2 separate regions of the Pan troglodytes genome follow, and region 1 is linked to region 2. A link is a contact called in public HiChIP or PLAC-seq data. All regions are on one chromosome and are shown on one strand. The core of a region is the stretch at or near the end of the contact, and the rest is flanking DNA. Distances in the headings are between cores, read along the strand shown. Region 1 holds the start of CLOCK (clock circadian regulator). Region 2 holds the start of EXOC1 (exocyst complex component 1).

Region 1 (2,700 bases), core at 137-2,636, 310 kb after region 2:
CTTCAAATCTGCTTTTTTTCCATGTTGCCTTCTTTCTCAGAATTCACGTGTGGAAAGATGGCTCCAGGTCTCCATTCTCCCAGATTTAAACCCATTGGTAAAGAGGTAACACCCTTCTTAGGAACTGTAGTTTGCAACCGAGGATTAAACTCAAATATGCCTTCCCCTTGTGTCCTGCTCAGACCATATGGACTGAGAGTGGATAAATGATAGTTCTTCAAAAGAAATTATCAGAATAGGGAATGAATGCTGAACAGGCAAAAATGTGGACCAAAATATCTTCTGCTATATGATGGGGTAAATTAACAAATCATGTTTTCCCACTCCTGAAAGAAAAATCCTTAGGTGCAGGATCAAGGATCTGAATAAGTGCTTCAGTTTGATGTTCTTTTGCCCAGAGCATACAGCAAGAATTGAAAATGTTTACTGAGGTGACTGTTACTTTAAAGGGAGGATTTTATGGCCAGAAAAGTGCATTTTTTGAAAGAAAAAGATGGCTTTTATTTCAAATCCAAAAGATATTCATTAAAACATAGGAATTACTAGGAATTAAGACTGTAAAGATCTCTTTTCCAGTAGAAGCACTGAAATGTGCTTTCTCATGTGGACCAAATGTGCCTTAACGCGTCAAGGTAAGTAATTTCCCTAAGATAAGTAGTAGTCACACGTTGTTCCAACGAGGAAATCCATGCAAATTAGGGTCCTGGTTTATTTCTGATGCTTCATTCTCCATCTTCCATTACACTGTCACTTGGTTTTTAATAAAAGGGCAAGGGAAAAATCTCCAAATGAGCAAATAAATCCCGACCTCCTTTCGCTTCCCTCCTCTGGCCGAGGGCGCATGCCCTGTCTCCCCAGGCCCACCCACCAAGAAGAAGCAACCCAAGCCGCGCTCCCTCAGGAGATGGGAGATGTTACTGGCGGTCCAGGCGCCTTTGCAACTCTTCTCTCCCAGCACCAGGAGAGGAAACACGAATGATGCCACTGGGGGAAAAAGTCTCCTGCCAACACCCGAAAAATCTAAGCTGGCGTCGGCAGTGTTTTGCTTTGGAAGGGAGAGCGGGTTCCTTTTTTGGCCTCTGGATCCCTCATCCGGCAGGAAGCTCTTCTTCCTCCTCCTAGCCCCCGGCATACGGGGGGAAAGCCAAAGAGCCTCCAGGACCTAAGGCTAGCGCTCAGCCGGCCGGCCGCGCCCTCCACCCGACCAGGCCCCGCCTCCCCGGCTTTCTAGTAACCGGCGCCCTTCCCGGCCGGGGCAGGGAACGGTGCGCCTGCAGAGCCAGATTTCGGCCCAAGGGGCGCGGGAGTCTCTTCGGGCGTCCGGGATCCCCTGGCGCGGCTCCGTGCTGCCTAACGGGGCAAGTCGCATGCGCACCGAGCCGCGCTGGGGAAGGGAGAGTGAGGGGAGGGGCGAGCGCAGAGCCTCCGCCGGCCGTCTGAGCCCGCTGGGTCGCTGACGACGCATGCGCCGGGAGGGGGCGCAATCACGGACTCGGCTTGCGGCTGCCGGTTTAAAAAAGGAAACCCCGGAGAGCGAGAGCGCGAAGGAAATCTGGCCGCCGCCGCCGCGAGCGCTCCCGGTGAGAGGCGCCCGCCCGGTGGGCCCAGGGCCTGCCGAGTGCCGGTTGGCTTCCTTGGCGGCGCATGCGCGCTCCCGGGCTGGTGGAGGAGGGGAAGGGAAGGGAGGGGGAGGAGGAGCTGGCCACAGGAGCGGCGAATTTTTGGGGGGGTGGGTGGGGGGCGCCACTCACAGCCCCAGGTGCTGCTGGAGGTGGGAGCCGCGGCGCCTCCTGAACACAGGCGGGGTAGTGGTTCCGAGTCACCGCAGCGGGAGACCTGGGTGGGGGAGGGAAGAAGCCGGAGCCGCCGCAAGCCACACGGTGAGGGCGCGGGGAAGGGGAGGGAGCGGGGGGCGGCGTGTGTGGGGCCGGGGGGCGGCGGCCAAGGGTGGGGAAGGCGGGAGCTGAAGCCCTAGTTTGGCGTCTCGTTCTAGTGTGTCTTTTCCCGGGACTTCGGGCCGAGGCCCGCCCTGCCTGAGAGGCCCTCTGGGGCAGCTGGGGTTACCTGCGGGGCAGGGGCGGGAGTGGGGTGCACGGCGGGGCCGGGCGGCTTGAGGGCGCCCGGAGCTGCGGCCGATTCCAGCAGCTGGGAGGCGGGGAAAGACGGGGACCGGGTGCCGAGAGAGCTTTCGCTGGGGACCCGCTAGGCCTTGTGACCCACTTTATTCCTGTCACCACTCGGGCACGTTTGGAGCAGCGCCTAATGGGGCGCCGGGGCGGCCAGCTCCTCCGGGGAACCCCCGCCCTCCCGGCGCCCGGCCCGCGTGCCGCAGTCCGCAGTCCGAACGGCCGCGGTTGCCGGCCGCGGGCTGGTTCCGTTAGTGGTCGTGGTTCCGGGGTTCCGTCCCTGGGCAGCGCGCGGCTCTTAGCGTCTGACTCCAGCGACCGCGCGCGGGTTCGAGGGTTGGCGGCGAGGCGCTCGGTTTCTCTTCTTCCGTCCACCCGCGCTTCCCGTTCCCCGTCACCGCCGCTGGCGTTTGTAGATTTCTTTCCGCCAGTGAAGCTGGGTTTTCTGGAGTTGGCTCTGGCGCTCTGGCCCCTGGAGTGTAATTTCCTACACGCAGCGCCGCAGAGTTTATATTCTTTGAAAGTGTTTGTAGCTTTGTGGAGGTCCTCTTGTTGATGGTAGGTGAGCCTAATT
Region 2 (2,700 bases), core at 173-2,672:
AGCATTTGCCATCTAATGGGCTCATTAAATCATACGCTTCTCTATCTCAAGAATTCTCTTAAAGAAGGGAGGGATGTTCATCATAGTTTTGTGTTTAGTGGATACTTAAATATCTTTTAAGGTAATTAGAACTGAATAGTAAAAACTGGTCAAATGAATAATAGGGACCAACGTTTACCACATACTCCTTCTCTGGCTAAAAGCAACTGAGTGTACAGTAAGCGGCAAAACAAGACAGGATTGGGCATACCTCATAAAGGAGTTAGCCATAATGAAAAGCAGTATGTGACTCTTCATTCATTCAGCAAATACTCATGCTTATTAGGTGGCAGACACTATTCTAGGTTACAGTAGTCAACATGACAGATATGTTTATGAAGACCTGAAGCCGGGTGTTTCTATGGCATTTACATCCTAAGAGTCGAGTGATTAACTCTTCAGTCTTTACGGTACTTTTCTGAAAGTCAGTAAATAAATCCCTAGAGGTCCTCTAAAATTATTCTCCAGGTCTGAGAACCCATGTCTGACCACGTTCCAAAGGCAGCCAGCCACTGCTTACTCTGTACTGGTTGTTTCCTTCAGCTCAGTTGGACCACTACACTGTGTGACAAATAGCCGGTCAGCGTGAGTGCCCGTGTGCACTGGGCCCTGTATGCTGCTGAGATATATCAGTGCATGAAGCATTGTCATCTAGAAGATAAAACTGTGCAAGGAAATAGAGAAATACACTTAAGAGATTTGGCGGGGGGTGGGGGGGAGTTGGGGTTGGGGAGCCGGGATGTGAATTTGGACAAAGAGGAAGGCACAGTCACGCTCTCCTCTCCTGGTCCACGCCAAAGAGCTTACGATCAGGGTCATTTTGCACAAAGAAAATCTGGTTCCGATGGGCGGAACCGTAATGGGGCGCGTGAGGACTGCCCTCCCAGCTCCGCATTCTCCTAGACCCGAGGACAAGGGGCTGGAGAATGCTCTGACCAAACTTCGTCTTACCGGGACAAACGGGGAAAGGAAGGTAAGAAGGAGCGGTGCCCGGCCCCAGGCGTGGAGACAGCAGCCGGACTGAGGAGCCGCCTTAGACCCTGGTGCCTGTCAGCTCGTCTGTCCGCCGCCGCCGCCGGGACTACCGGGCAGCCGCGGCCGAAGGCTTACCGCAAGGCCGGACTGAGCCTGGCTGTGCCGAGGCAGGTCTTCCAAAACGGAGACCGGATGGGGGCCACTAGGATGCGCCCCTCAATAAAGCGTTGAACGGGAAGCGGCCCTTCCCCCAACACTTCCTATATCCGGGCATGTGACAAACTCCGCGCCGGAAGTTGACCCCGTAGAGAAGGAAGAAGAAGCGACCGGGGAAAAAGGGAGCGACCAATAGACGCGGAGGGGCGGGGCGCCAACCGACGGGCGTGGCCAGGCGGAACAAGGCCTCATTGGAGGGGCGTGTCAGGGAAGGGCAGGGGCGGAGCGCCAACCGACGGGCGTGGCCAGGTGGAACAAGGCCTCATTGGAGGGGCGTGTCAGGGAAGGGCAGGGGCGGGGCCTTTGTGGCACAGAAACTGACTTGGGAGTTGGGGATTAAGAGTTATTTATTCAGATATTTGCAGCAATTCATTTAAGAAGAAATTCGATTAAATGTTTTCTTTTTTCATATGTAAAGCTCTATTAACTCTAGATCTTTGCTACTTAAACCTTGGAGAGCTTAAATGAGTTAAATCAGAATCTCTGCGGGTGGGACCCAGACATCAGTACTTTTAATATCTTCCCAGATGATTCTCATATGCAGCTAAGGTCAAGAACCATTGTCCTCATGACCTTGATACTCAAAGTGTGGTCCGTGGATCAGCTGCTTGGGTATCATCTGGGGGCTTTTTAGGAAATGCGGCCTCTCTGGCTCACTTCAGATCTACTGAATCAGAATCTGCATCTTAGCAAGATGATGCTTATGCATATTTAAGTTTGGGAGGCATAAATGATGCCAATGTTGCTGGTTGCGAGGTGGGTGTTTTATTTATTCCATATTCCTGGCACCTTTTTTTTAATGCTAGGCACTTTGATTCCAGGTACAGAGGTGATTCAGGCATGAATCTTAACCTAAAGGAGTTCACAGTGTGGTAGGACTAGACAAGGTGTAGGTACAAATATGTATAAAATAGGACACAAAATAAGTGACCAAAGAGAGGTACAGATCAGATAAGTGTGCTAGAAATTTAAATGAGCAAACAGTAGTTAGAATACTTTTCACTTTCATCAAATAACTTCCCTTTTAAGAGCAGGATCTGGTTATATCTTTACAAAGACCCTTTCCTGCTTGGCACCGGAATGCTTACTGTGGACACTCTATGACAACTGCATGTGTTTTTTGGTCCTATTATCTTTCTTTTATTTACCTGTATGTTTATAGCCCTCCTCAAAGTTGGGAAATGAATTGCATTTCAGGAGCCTAGATCTCTTTCTTGAACCTCAAGATTTGTGTATATACTGCCCATCGCCTGACATTTCCACTTGGATGTCTTATAGACACCTCAAACGTGTGTGTCCAAAAATTAAATTATCCTCTCTCCTCTTGGATTCCCTGCAAAGTGACACTTATATGCAACAGTTTATTTGGAAATTTGATCCCAGGGAGCAAAATGAGGGAAGAGGAAGAAGACAAAACAAAAAAGAGGGAGATGCAGTATAAGAATGTGTTACTGAATTGGTCATCACCAT

Evidence for each region. HiChIP or PLAC-seq counts read pairs in DNA pulled down with a chosen protein or histone mark.
Region 1: an H3K4me3 HiChIP or PLAC-seq map of stem cell-derived excitatory neurons shows a contact between it and region 2, with 2.5 times the contacts expected there. The contact joins the promoter of CLOCK here to the promoter of EXOC1 in region 2.

What each region holds. Positions count from the first base shown.
Region 1 is chr3:74,306,712-74,309,411 of NHGRI_mPanTro3-v2.0_pri, forward strand. It overlaps CLOCK (clock circadian regulator), which reads left to right and starts at 1,387. Exons shown (of 23, transcript XM_001144028.7): 1 at 1,387-1,580.
Region 2 is chr3:73,994,948-73,997,647 of NHGRI_mPanTro3-v2.0_pri, forward strand. It overlaps EXOC1 (exocyst complex component 1), which reads right to left and starts at 1,423. Exons shown (of 18, transcript XM_526621.9): 1 at 1,150-1,423.